Linked DNA regions of Manis pentadactyla: region 2 is linked to region 1. The links are chromatin contacts, called in public Hi-C maps. All regions are on one chromosome and are shown on one strand. Each heading gives the region's core, a stretch centred on a gene start, on an enhancer-like site or on the middle of the called end of the contact. The rest is flanking DNA. Distances are from core to core; before and after follow the strand shown. Region 1 holds the start of RGS22 (regulator of G protein signaling 22). Region 2 holds the start of LOC118907423 (cytochrome c oxidase subunit 6C).

Region 1 (6,936 bases), core at 3,230-5,729:
GCAGGCTACCCAGAATCTAGCAGGCATTTATGTAATTGGTTTGGAAAGCATATTTGGCTCCTCTGGTTGACCCTGAGTTGGGACAAAAATAGGGAAACTGCTGGTTACTAAGTCCTGATTATTCTGGGTCTCTTGCCACAGAGATTTTCCAAAGTGGACTGCTGCAGAGGTTATGAGTCAGAGTTCTATTGTATATGGTCTATCCATTGTCCATTTGTATATTTAGACTCTCAGCCATATAAAGTATCCCATTACCATCAAAAATTAAAATCACGATGATATGAATTTCAACCTTTGGTGCCGTTCTTCTCAAAAAGATTTAGAACTGGGCTTAACTTGGACTTTATCACACCAAAATCAAGGAAGGACTGGCATTTTAAAATCATTAAACAAGTAGGATGCCTGAAATTTTCCTCTTGATTGTCAAGGAGATAAATACACATACACATACATGTATTAGCCGGTGTTTCCAGAAGTCCTTAGGAGAATCATTAAATAACCCCCTACATCTTCTCACTCTGACTGGCTACAGATTATCCCTAATGCAAATTAATCCTTGCAGTTCAGGTCAGCCTTGGTTTGGGGCTCATGTATGAAACTTGATCATTTTTCTTCATCAACCTATCATTTTACATGATAACACTTTTCTTAACATGATGTCACTTCTGACCTGTTCCATGCTTGTGTTAGCTGCTCATTATTTCACAGTTTTAGCAGTTTTGCAGAGAGACTGTCTGAGATGCTTTCCATATTTCCCCAAATTGAACTGCAGGTGTACTACAAAGTCTGTATTTAAGTAAGGCCATCTCAAACACATCCTCCAATGTGTTTCCCAACAATATGTCCAGAATCAGAAGAGAATAAACAGAAACTTAATTCCATTTACGTAGATATATCTCCCATTATAAACTTCTGGTTTTGAACTGTATTGCTTTTCAACAAGGATATAGAATAGTTGTAGAAAAAGGCCTTTTTGAAAAAACTAGGAAGTTTGGAGGTCAGAGACAGAATAAAATGTTTTAAATAATATCTGGTCATCAGGGTAATGCAAATCAAAAACCCCAAAGAGATAACCACTTCATTCAGTAGGATGGCTATAATTAAAGTGATAAGAGGATGTGGTGAAATCAGAATATTCATCTGCTGCTGGCGGTGATATAAAGTGGGTCACCCAACTTGGAAAACAGTCTGGCAGTTCCTCAAAAAGTTAAACAGAGTTGCCAAACAAATATAGGATTACCTTTTGACCCAGAAATTCCACTCCTAAGTATATATCCAAGAGAAATGAAAAAATATACCCAAACAAAAAAATTGTACATGAATGTTCATAGCAGCATTATTTGTAATAGCCAAAAGCAGAAATGACTCAAATGTCTATTAACAAACAAATCATGGTATAACCATACAATGGAGTATTATTCAGGAATAAAAAGGAATGAGGTACTGATTCATGTTACAACGTGGGTAAATAAATCTTAAAAACATTAAGTGAAAGAAGCCAGTCACAAAAAAACAACAGATGGTGTGATTTCATTTGTATGAAGTCTCCAGAATAGACAACTATAGAGGCAAAAATAGGTTAGTGGTTGCTTGGCATGGGTGAGGGGATCATCAGGAATGATGGCTAAAGTGTATAGGGTTTCTTTGAGGTGATACAAGTGTTCTAAAATTGATTCTGGTGGTAGTTGCAGACCTCTGAATATACTAAACACTACTGAATCATACACTTTAGGTGAAGTGTATGATATATGAATTGTGTTTCAATAAAATTTACCAAAAAAATCACCAAAACATTAGCTTATAACCTTTGTATTTGGGTTCAAGTTACAGTCTTTGTGGTTCTTGTGCTGTTTTTAAATCTCATGAGATTATTTTTAGAGGAAAGCACTGCGAAGCATGGTTGTTAAAGAGTAGTCTTTTTGGATCAGACAGACCTGGGTCAACTGTGGCTTCAACACTTTCAGTTGTTTGTCTTTGAGCAAATTATCTCACCTCTCTTAAGTCTCAGTTTCCTAAATTTTTGAAAATAATAATACCAATCTCTTAGGGTTATTGTTAGAGGCCCATAGTAAGTGTGCAATAAGTGTTAAAACAAACGTTAATGTTAAAACAACCTATTAGCTTCTCATTGGTATAGTTATCTAAAACAGGGATAAATAAATATTTTCTGCGAGCAGGGCACAGTGCAGAATGATTGCAATGGAGAGAAGATATTGCAATAAGTATGCAGTGGCAGGCTCTCAGTAGGGAGTGCTGCAGGTGGGGTTGGGGGATAAAACAAGATATATCTCCTTCAGTCTCCTTCCAGGAGGTTACTGTCTGGTGGGTGGCACTGAAAGTAGAAGGTGCACCTCCCTGTACAGATTATTTTAATATTAATGTGGTTTTAAGATACAAGTTTGTACCAAGTATACAAGAGCAAGAGAAGAGACAAGTGAAAGCAATTCAAGTTGAGTATTGAAGAATGAGAACATTGAGCCTGATACAAGTCAGAAAAGCTTCCATGGAAGTAGAAACAGCATAAGACAACACCTGAAAACCCCGTTTATATGTCGACTCTCAAATTTACATCTCCCAAATTCCAGGCTCCTATATCAACTGCAATCTCAAAATCTTCACTTGGATGGCTACTAGACTTCTTAAACTCAGAGCTTTCCCCATCTATGATGATGGCAACTCCATCCTTCCAGTTGCTCATGCCAAAATCTTTGTTTCATTCCCACATCCAACTTCTCGGGAAATCTTGGTTCTACCTTTAAAATATATGCAGAATGGGAATCTTTCTCAAACTTGTTACTGCTACCCCCCTAGTCTGAGCCACCGTCAGCTCTTGCCTGCTGCTATCTGTGCCCAACCACATTTTCTATTCAGCACCCAGAGTGATCCTTTTCAAATAAAAGCACAATCGTGCTACCTCTCTGTTCAAAACTATGGTTTCCATTTCACTCAGGACAAAAGCTGGAGTCCTTACAAGGGATTTCGTTTCTCACACCTCCCCTTTTTGTTCTCTTCTACTACTCTTCCTTTACTTCATTTGGCCCTCTGTTTTTGTCTTTGTCCATGTAATATTGAAAAGGCAATATATTGATGCAGGTGTTATTGTTCTTTGCAATACAAGCACCCATTGTCTTACTCCTCGCTTGCATAAGCCTTCGCACTGCAAGTCCCTGGCCTGCCTTACAGCATCCCCCCACACTGTAGGAGGCAAAAGTGGAGCTACTGAAGGTTTTAAGGAGGTCAGATTTGCATTTAGATAGTTTTGCTTTCACCATGGAGACTGGATTTAAGGGGAACTCCACTGGAAGCAAAGACTTGAAGAGGGACAAATTAGGAAAAGTTTTTACAACAGTTTACATGGGAGCCCGTGCAAAGGCTGTGGTTGTTAGTGGGAGTGGAGAGATGATTTCAGATTCCAGAAATACTTTAAGATAGAATTTGCAGGAACTTGAGCTTAACTGAATATGGGGTTTCTGGCTTGAGTCAGAAACCTGGATGAAGGTACCCACTTACTGAATGTGGGATTTATGTAGGAAGATAAAATTTGAAAATAAGAAGTGGGAAAATGTACATTTCCTTTTGGGCATTTTAGTTTGAAAGTAAAGAAGAGCTCCTGCTGTGTACAGAAGGAACTGTATTTAGGGTTCTCACCCTGGAGAGAGGGGTTTGTGCTGGAAATTTGAGTTGGCCGTGACTTTTCAAAAAAAATTATATATATATATATATTAGAACTATCATATTTCTTCTTTCAAATTTCACTTTTTACTTATACTTTTCTATAATAACTTTCCAAAACACAGACTGTGAGCACCCTCGATATACTGTCTCCTCAACAGAGTTCTCAGGTAATTTTTAAAGCTTAGATATATCCTGAAAAGACACTAGTCCTAACCTTTTGGAGCAAAAATGTGGGGAAGATCTGGTTTCTAAAGCACATGAGTATTTAACTTTCTATACAGGCGTTTCAGACAACAGGGAATGAGCTCAAGAGCTGTGCCTGGATGCACCCTCCGTTATCACTCTCAGCCTCTTCTCTCGGGACCAGCCCGGCTGAGCCCCTTTTCTGCACCCACGGGTCAGCGGGTCTCCTGCTCCGGGACATCACACGTCCTGGACAGTGCGGCTCGGTCTTGTTTTGGGAGAAGAGGCCTGGGCCACGGCTACCACTGTACCGGGTCCCCGGCTAGTTCGGCGCCTGAGGGGCACGCGCGACTGCAGGGCCCTCCGCGGTGGCCGCGCCGGGGTCGGAGTTCGCGTGGTCTCCCAGTCTCGACGGCGGCGCCCGCCCGGGTCTAGGTGAGGCCGGGTCTCCCCGTGTGACGTCCTCCGCGCAGAAGCCCGCAAAGGCGCCGGCCCGCCCTGGCTTCGGGCGCCGCGCGCAGGCCCGGAACCGCCAGCCGCCTGCGCCCCCATTGTCCGAGCTCCATAGCAACTGGGCGCGGCGAGGTCACCCACGCCGGCGCAGCCCAGGCCCGCGCGCTGGGGCCCCGAGGGCGCGCGCGGACGCCGGGCGCGGGTCCCGGCGGCGCCATGCCCGAGCTGCGGCTCACCGCGGGTAGGTGGGCCGGGCGGGCAGCTTGCGCCGCCACCGCCGCGGGACTTAACTTCCCCCCGCCTGGCGGCCGCTCTTCCAGACAGTCGAAAAACTGGCCCCACCGCCGGCTCAAAGCGTTTTCTTACGAATTTCAGCGGCTCCGCCCTCCATTTACATTGCCTTGTTAGCACGGGCTTATTTTATCTTGCTTAATTTCCCGTTTTGCACCTGGAATACGAAAGCCTCCGTCTGTTAAGGTTAACTCCTGGGTCACGGTGAATTAGTGACGAAGCTGGATTCCAGGGGCCGTTCCTCCCCACTTCCACCTTGAATTACAAATTAAAATTCAATCTGTGTGCAGCAAATGAACAGAGGGCCAATATTTTACTGAGCTTGCCCATGTATAAAGCAGGGCTAGATGCTGTCTCAAATTATTTCATTTACTTTAAGAGAAAATCAGATCTGAGTGAGATAATGTACTATTTTATCTTGTTTCAGAGCCACCAGCTATTACAGAAGAAGAATTTGTAAGTACAATTTAGAGGGCTACTTATTTTTTTCCCTTGGCTTTTTAAGAATAGCAAAAAGCTATGTATTTTCTCCTTTTTGCCAAACGAGTATAATAGAAGCTTTGGCTTAGTAATAATGGTGCTGAGTACAAGACGTTTTTACATTCTTTAACAGGTACATTTTTAAGAAGGGACCAGTTGATTTTCATGGTGGATGCTATTCACTGTTAGAATTCTTTTACATGAATGACCTCATTTAATTGCTTTATAAACTCTAATGACTCCATGAAAAGGAGGTTTTATCTCCATGGTTTATTGTTTATTGTGGTGTGGCTGTGCAGTTCCTGGTTGCAGTAAACATTAGTAGATGGCATTGGTTAATAATATAGTTATAATTCCTTTTAAAATGTAGTAAATGTTGTTTTCAGGTCATACTTCTGGGGAGTTAAGTAATGATTAGTACTTTGCCATGAATGTTATAAACATTGTCATTTAGGTGAGTGCGTATTATTTAGGGTGGGTTCTGTTGTCATTCCTAAATGACCAGTGGCACCATGAACATACATTATGTGTATTTAAGGAACGTGCCTGAGGTTTAAATAGTTACTTACGAGGTAGCACAGCTTAATTCCTAAGGTCTGAGTTTGATTCTAACTCTGACCACTTCTTGGTATTGTTTGCTTCTGTTTTCCAGCACTTCATCTCTTGTTGGCCAGTTCTCTTATTTGTTTTTGGCTTTTTATTCAACAAACAAGAATGCTGCTATATGTGCAGTGCATGATGATAAGTCTCAAAAAGTTCAGTCTAGCAGGGGCTGTGAGAGAAGGCTAAGGTTGCACTGCCAGCAGCTTCCATTTTCACCCTTCCAGACCTTTGGTCTACTACTGAGAGAGAGAGATCAAGATAGGGGCACAAAGAACATGTCAGAACCTCCATCCATCTTCTTCTTGCCTTATATAATTTTGTGTAGTGGCAACCTCCTTTAAACTGCTTCCTGACAGTTCTTCATTCCAGGAGGAGGCCCACATCGCTGAAGCCAGCTTTCTCATAAAGTTCCAGTAAAAACTCTCTGAAGAGCAGTCAACAACATTATCCTTAACATTTGAGCAGTCGGCTAACGTCTTCAGGTCTGTGCAAGTGTCTGGGAACTCATAACAGTTTGGAGACTGTATTGGCCACTCCTCAGTCCCTTGGTTTCTTTGATACCACTCTCTCCCAGTTCTCCCATCTCATTTTTATGTACCCTTTTTTGGCTTCTGTTTTTCTTTGCTCACAAAAGTGTTGGCCTTATTCAGGATTCTGTTCTACAGGCTTTCTCTGGGTGAGCTCCTTTGCTCCTCCTACTGTTTCAGCTATTCTCATTTCACAGGACTTCCGAATCCACACACCACTAGTCAGACACCTTTTCTGATGCCATAGGGCTATATCCACTTATTAGGCACCTTTGTCATGTGGATGTCCCTGCATCACTTCAACAGTCTAAATTGAACTTAAAGGCACACACGCACACACACATATACACAAGTTTTTCTTCTTTTTTCTTGTTTTGGTTCATGGTGCCACTGGCCATTCAGTTACCCAAGCCAGAACCCTTTTTCCCTTTTCTTCACCTCCCTCCTGCAGTCTTTTGCCAAGTTCTTTTTATAGTTAAATTCTTTTCTCCATCCTCACAGCTACTGTCTAATTTAAGGCTCTCATCTCTGGACCTGGACTTTGGCAGTCATCTTAACTGATGTCACTGCCTCCAATATTCCCTCTGTCAACTCCTGTTTTTCTTTGCCTAAAACATAAAGTGCAAACTCCTGTGCATCAGTTGTGCTGGGTGCTATTGTTCTGCTGTGTCTGCCTTTAGATTTTCCGTTTCCTATTACTCATACACTGACTATCAGATTGTCA
Region 2 (6,936 bases), core at 2,845-5,344, 200 kb after region 1:
CTCAGTGGCTTTTGGGGACTATACTCTCAGCCATTAGAGACAGCAACATAGAGCACAAAGCAGGTGCTCAACAGGTCATCATAGGTTAATGAGTGGTATCCACTGAGGTAGACTTGTTTCTCTGGAGGTGTTCTCCATAGCTCTTGTGTGGGATGAATCCCACTCTAGATTCTATTTCCAGTGCTGCTATTTTTTCTACCACTATGACCTTCAGTGTCTTTATCTAGAAAACAAGAACCCTTCCTCATCTCATGGAATTATTCAAAGAACAATGAAAACACACATGTGACATGTTTTATAAACTACTAGGTGCTAAGTGAAGCAACAACTCAGTCTTGGAGTGGCCAGAAAACATATCCCTGATCCACATAGAACTCTGGGAGAGTCCAGAGGCTCCTATAATACAGTACCCTAACAGCCTATGAAGTCTTAGGGAGCTGATGCCTCAGACACATACCTTCTGAGAGGCCCAAATATCCCAAGTTCTCTTGGGCCAGCAGCTGAAGGACTCCTATTAAGCAGCAGACAAGTTCTATTATAAAATTCAGGGCTTCCTTGAGAACTTCACATTTTCTTTAAGAGGTTAGGGCTGGGCCCAGTGATGCCTCTAACCTGTTACACTCAACCAGTTCCCTCCTTAAAGCTCATTGTGTCCTTCTGTGCCTCCTAAGCTCTCTGTACCAGACAGCATCAAAGATCACTGGAAGATCTCTCCAGCAGAGGATGCCTTTCTGGAAGCATGTAGAGCCAACAAGGCCTCTGAATCATCTGGAACTATGTTGAATATTGTTAGTTTCTCAGAACAGGAGGTCATTTTCAGTTGGTCACTCATCACATTTGATTAGTCAACAGCAAGGTTTCCAAGAAGAAACCATAGTATCATTTTACCAGTTCCTAAAATTTCCCTTGGATCCTTATCTACATTCTGGATATGGCAGGTAAAAAAAGTACTCCTGACCTAACCTTTGTGATGGTCCATATCTAACTCTGACTTAACAACCTTTTATTATTTATTAAATTTGAAAGTAGAAGTAAGTTATATGTAAAAGAGCCAATGATGGGCCCCAAGTTTGTCCAATACTGTAACTGCTGCTACTTTACCTCACAGAGAGGTTGTTCTTGTTGATATTGTTGTTTAACTTCTCAGTCCTTCACAGTTTCTTAATCCAAAAAATTATTCTTTCCTTTTGATGCAATATCATTGGTACATCTTATGGCTGAAAGGATTGAAATAGATTCCCACTTTTTGGAAAAAGTGCATAATTTGTTTCAGAGTCCATTCATTTCTTTTAGCTCATGGAGTTGTAATTGCCTTTCTATGTATTGTGCACATTTTCCAACCTGTGAGGGGCTGAGCACAGGTGAGAGGGCCAGGTCCTCTCAGAAGCACCTTGAGAGCAGAGCAGTAATGGAGAAGCCACAATAGAAGTTTCCCTAAGCCCATATTCCAAAAATGGCATCTTTTCAACAATTTTTAAGGTAATTGTCAAGACCAGGATGAAAAGATGTAGAAGCAAGACTGTTGCTTTGCTTCTTTCCCAATCAAGGGATCCTCACCTCCCTGAGCTGGATATGTGCCTGTTGAGGATGATCTTGAAGGGGTCTGACTTCCAGCCATTATGAATACTTAACTGAAATCTTACTCCCAGCATCTTACACCAACACATCCTACTTTATTCCCTGGGACCATGCAGAACAAGCCCAATCCTTCCAGTGAGCCATCTTTTAACCTAGTGTTGACCATGGGCTCAAGTCAGATTGCCCACATCTTCTTCAAACTTCCACTATAAAACAGATACCTCTTCACATAGACTTTAGGTGTCCCTATTCTACTCTATTTTTTTTCATTACACTTACTATCATCTGACATTTTTGTTTATTGTCTGTCCTTTCCTCCAGGCCCACTATAATGTAAGCTTCATAAGGGCAAGCTTCTTTTTTTTCATTTGAACAGTACCTGGTTGGGGCAATATAGGCACACAATATTCTCTGGTCTCACAGCCTTAGCGATGAGTGAGACTCCTGCTCTATACCACTACACCCTCAGAAGGAAAGAAAGCCTTTTTTACCAATAGTTTTAACAGAAGTTGGAGAATTGAGTCTCATTGGCCTGGCCAGGGTCCTGAGTCTGACCCCAACCAATCACTGTGGCCAAGGAGATGGGCTACATTGGTTGGCCACTTTTGGTCATATGCCAGCTGGAGTAGGGTTTGACTCTTCTAGAACCACGTAGCTGGAAGTCAGGAAGGGGTGGTTCCTGGAAGGGCAATCAAGTACTGCTCCTAGAAGAAGGAAGGAAGGAATGCAGGGCAGGGAAAAAGGACAGACTGGGGAATGCACATTAAGAATGCCTGTCTGTCAAGAACTATACATGCATTATCTCATTTAATTTGTACCACAACCCATCAAGGTAAAAATGGATGACATTTTAGAGAGGAGAAAGCAGACTAAGGTTAAGAAGCTAGAGGTTATGATCTGAGTCTCAAATCCAGGCCTAGTAGGCTCTATAACAGAGCCCACGTACGCCATCCTCTCTATTCACTCCCACCATTCAGGTTTGATTCATTTAACTCCTTCAATCAATCTCTGTGGATTATTGTGATTGGCTCTGTGCTTCTCTACCCACACAGTGTTCCTAAATAACCATTCAGCACTCCATCCCAGCCAGGCTCTGTTCCTGTGTCTGTCTTTGCTACATTCTCATGACCAGTTTGTCCCTTAGCATCTCTCCACTTCTTCAGGTCTCTCCATTAGACTGAGGCTCACCTTCGCTGCCATTTCTTCCATGACTTCCAGTAAGCTTTCCCTGATGATTCAACACAACAGTCCTTGTGAACTCTGAAATATACTGATTATTCTCTGGACTATTCATGGGATTGGGGATAAAAAGGAATAGGGAACAAATTTATCCTTGTAAAGATTTTCAGCTGGGTAGAACCTGGAGAAAAGGACTGAAAAAGCTGAGGTACAAACCCACCTTGACCCTCAGTTAGGGTCAAAGCCTCACACAGTGACGTTTTTGTGCAGCTGAAATGTTCCATTTTCCAGAGTGTCAGTTAAAAAGTTGAGGACAAAGACTCTGACAAGAAGTTTTGAAGATCTGCCCTATGACATAGAAGAGCCTGGGACATAGGAAATGCTCTGTCAATATATGTTGAATAAATATCATGAATCTTTTGTGTCCCAGTGTATTTTCCACAGTGCTTGCTGAGTTGACTTAAATATATCTTACAAATCCAGGTTATTTCAAAAAAACTAAACCTGACACTGGCTAAACACAAGAGCCTTACCCTTACACACCACATTCCATAAACTTCTAGTTCCCTTCTGTGGGGAATTTGGGGTTCCTAATGCCAGGATCCTCACTGAACTTAAACCACCTGATGATGTAACTGGCTTATTGCTCAGCTACCGCTTCCATACCTTTAGGCAATAACCTATTATTGCGGTATATAGAGAGCTCGGCCCAGTGCTCTGGGCAGACGCAGAGACGCTAGTGCTCGACCTACTGCCAGGAGAACAAGCCAGGTAATAAACCCTTTCACCCCAGAAAATGTTTTGCTGTCAATTTCTTTGGTCACATTGAATCCATAGCGAACTTGCCCGGGGCTGAAACCCATTGGCAAGACACCTTCCTTTAGTGCCTTGTGCAAAAAACCCACACAATACTTCCATCAAAACTTGCTCAGCTCTTGCAGGCAGGTAATTGCTTCTTCAGTAACTTAAAGGCAGGTAACTTGTCTGTGGTAGCGCCCATCATTTGGGAAAGGTAGTAATGTTTTGTCTCATCTGCTGGATTCTGAGCACCTAGAACTCGGCTGTTTTATCACCTCTTACTCAAACCAAGCGGTTATTCACACAAGGTAGTTAAACGAAAATGTCTGTGCACATGGTTAGGGCAAATGATTTGTATTATATTTGTAGAGTACATTAAAAAAACCCACCTATTAAATATTTTTATATCACATCAACTCTGTACATAAGATTAAGATCGCCAATTTACTAAGGAAACTGACTCAGAAGGACAAACCCTTGTCCAAAACCACACAGGAGAACAGCTAATCTGCTGTACTCCAGCTGTCAACGGCGGTAGGCGTGCCGAACTCTTTTGAACTCTCTCCGCCACCGTCGCCGAGTCCGCAGCGCTTCCTCTCTTTCTACGCCTGCGCACTGCCCGAGGCCGTCCATTTCCGCGTAGGTTAGGAGGGTCGTTGGTGTCGGGGTGAGTGAGGTTGCTCCGTGAGTCCTTCGTTCAGGTTCCCATAGTTGCTTCCCGCCGCCTGCTCTGGGAGTCGAGTTGTGACTCGCTCTTGCGGCCGGGGAGCTGAACACCTTTTCTTCGGCCGTCTCCAACGCGCGCCCACCGCGGCCTGAGGAGGGCAGCGGGCGGCCGGCGGGGACCCGCGGGGGCGCGGTGGGCTGCCGGGGCCGCGAAGAGCCATTCGGGCTTCTGAGGCAGCTGGCCCGGCCCCGGGCCCCGCTGCGCCCTCCCCCCAGGCAGTGCGACCTTGGTTAGGACGTTTGACCTGTGCGGCCCTATGTTCTCTCTTGTGCAAAGGCCGTGGTGGTCTTTTCTTCAGTCGCTCTTGAGGCATAGGGGTCAGCGTCGGTGGCGCCCCCTGCGGCGTTGGCGCTCGTTCGGTGTGGGCTCGGTGGTACCGTTTGAGGTCAACCTTGAGAAGCTGCCAAAGGGTCGCCGTACCTGTGGCGGGAGGGCAGAGGAGGCGGTCCTCTGCAGCTTCCCTCGGCGCACCCGGGTCCTCCTCACTCTCCCGCCCTGGGGGAACCGCGGGGAGGGCCCGCCGCCCCGGCCGTAGGTGTGGGCTGAGGCCGTGCAGCGCGGCGGCCGCCGGGTGGGCTCTCGAGGTGTCTGTTGCATTTCTGTCCGAGTTTTGATCGTTTACTGCGTGACTTTGGGAAAGTTAACGTTGCCTTAGTGCCCCCGAGTTTTCTCATCAATAAGCTGGGAATAACAACTGTCTCACGGGCTTGTCTGGAAGAGTAAATGAGTTGATAGTGTATTTATAAAAGAATAAATGATATAAACCCATTTACATTTGTCAGTCTAGAGCCACTGCTTATGTTTTCTGTAGTTGGGAGAGATTTTTGTTGGTAGTTTTTTGCCCCCGCCCCGGTTGCTATTTTGCCGCAGTCACGTTGCTTATTTAGCGCAGTCAGGCAGTCAGTATGCTTGAGGGAAACAAAAAAATGAGCAGGCTAAGGCCTTAAGCGCCTTAGGATTTGTGGGAGGGGTCAGTCCACTATCCTGCCTGGGCCCTTATAGACACTAAAATGCATTATGCATAAGAGTTCTTTAGATATTTTTTTATGATCTAAGAGTTTTCTTCTATTATTCTATTATCTACCAAGGATTAAGAATTACCATGGCTTCCAGTGCTTTGACGAAACCTCAGATGCGGGGCCTTTTGGCCAAGCGCCTGCGATTTCATATTGTTGGAGCATTCATTGTATCCCTGGGGGTTGCAGCTTTCTATAAGGTATGTATCTGTTTTTTACTTTGTGCTTATGGTCCAAATATGTGTGTTTTAAATTAAAAAGTGTACTTCATTTTCATAAGCAGTTCAGTCTTTATAAAGAAACCCCGTCTTTAATATGCTCCCTTCCTCTTACCTTTCTCCCCACTTTTCTCAGTGTGGCAGGAAAGTACCTCATATTCCCCTGGTAGCTTGTCCTCCATCTTTAAATGAAACTGTGTTATTTTGTCAAAGCTGGTGTAACAAATTTCCACAAACTGCAGGTCTTAAACAATAGAAATTTATTTTCTGTTATGGAGGCTAGACATTCCAGATCAAGGTGGCTGCAGGGTTGATTTCTTTTGAGGCCTCTCTCCTTAGTTTGTGGATGGCTTTCTTCTTTTCTCTTCACGTTGTCCCCCTGTGTGTTAGTTAGCCTGTCATTGTCTAAATTTCTTCTTAGGAAGGATGCTGAGTCATAATGGCTTAGGGCCCACCCCAAAGACCTCATTTTAACTTAATTACCTCTTAAAGACCGTATCTCCAAATACTGTTATATTCTTGAGTTACTATGGAGTTAAGACTTCAATACATGAGTTTGGGGAGTTACAGCTCAGCCTGTAAAACAGACTGTAATTGCTTTTTCAATAAAGGGATGAGAAAGGCAGTAGTAGTGTTTGGCACCTTGGAGAATTGTTGCCACAGAATTGCTTTTTAACTCTGCCTTCTGTGGATTTTAAGGTTATGCCCTTTGGGTTTTTTAAAATAAATTTTATTGTGATAAAGTACACGTAACAAAATTGAATCATTTTTAAGTGTATAGTTAAGTGGTATTAAAAACATTGATAATGTGCAACCATCACTACCATCCATTTCCATAATTGTCTTGATCTTGTGAAACTGCAACTCAGTACCCCGTTAAAAATAACACACTTCCATTTCCTACTTTCTCCCCCTCTCCCACACTGACTTAACAGCCCATGGAACCACAATTCTACTTCCTATATCTGATTTGACTACTCTAGGTACCTCATGTAAATGGAATCATACAATATTTGTTTATTGTAATCAACTTATTTCACTAGCATAATGTCCTCAGGGTTCATCCATGTTGTAATGTCAGAATTTCCTTTTTATGACTTAATAATCCATTATATTTGTTTACCACATTTTGCTTATTCATTCACCTTTGATGGACACTTCTATGGTTTAGCTGTTGTGAATAATGTTGCTATGAACATGGATGTACTGAAAGATTCACTTTCAGTCTGTATCTTTGGATCTGAAGTGAGCCTGTTGTAGACAGCATATAATTGGTTTATGTTTTTACCCATTCTGCCAATCTCTTGTCCTTTGATTAGAGAGTTTAATCCATTTACATTTAAAGTACTCATTGATAACAAGGGACCTTTCTTCTATCATTTTACTGTTTTTTTCTTTATGCCTTGTAGTTTTACTGTCC

Evidence for each region. A called contact is a pair of places that touch in the nucleus more often than the background predicts.
Region 2: a Hi-C map of fibroblasts shows a contact between it and region 1, with 5 times the contacts expected there. The contact joins the promoter of LOC118907423 here to the promoter of RGS22 in region 1. A contact is called at or near these places in 2 of 3 Hi-C or Micro-C datasets (fibroblasts and skin fibroblasts).

The regions. Positions count from the first base shown.
Region 1 is chr3:40,145,950-40,152,885 of mManPen7.hap1, forward strand. It overlaps RGS22 (regulator of G protein signaling 22), which reads left to right and starts at 4,480. Exons shown (of 27, transcript XM_057497863.1): 1 at 4,480-4,552; 2 at 5,030-5,058. The coding sequence starts at 4,528.
Region 2 is chr3:40,350,207-40,357,142 of mManPen7.hap1, forward strand. LOC118907423 (cytochrome c oxidase subunit 6C) reads left to right here and starts at 4,095. Exons shown (of 4, transcript XM_036876066.2): 1 at 4,095-4,222; 2 at 5,371-5,498. The coding sequence starts at 5,385.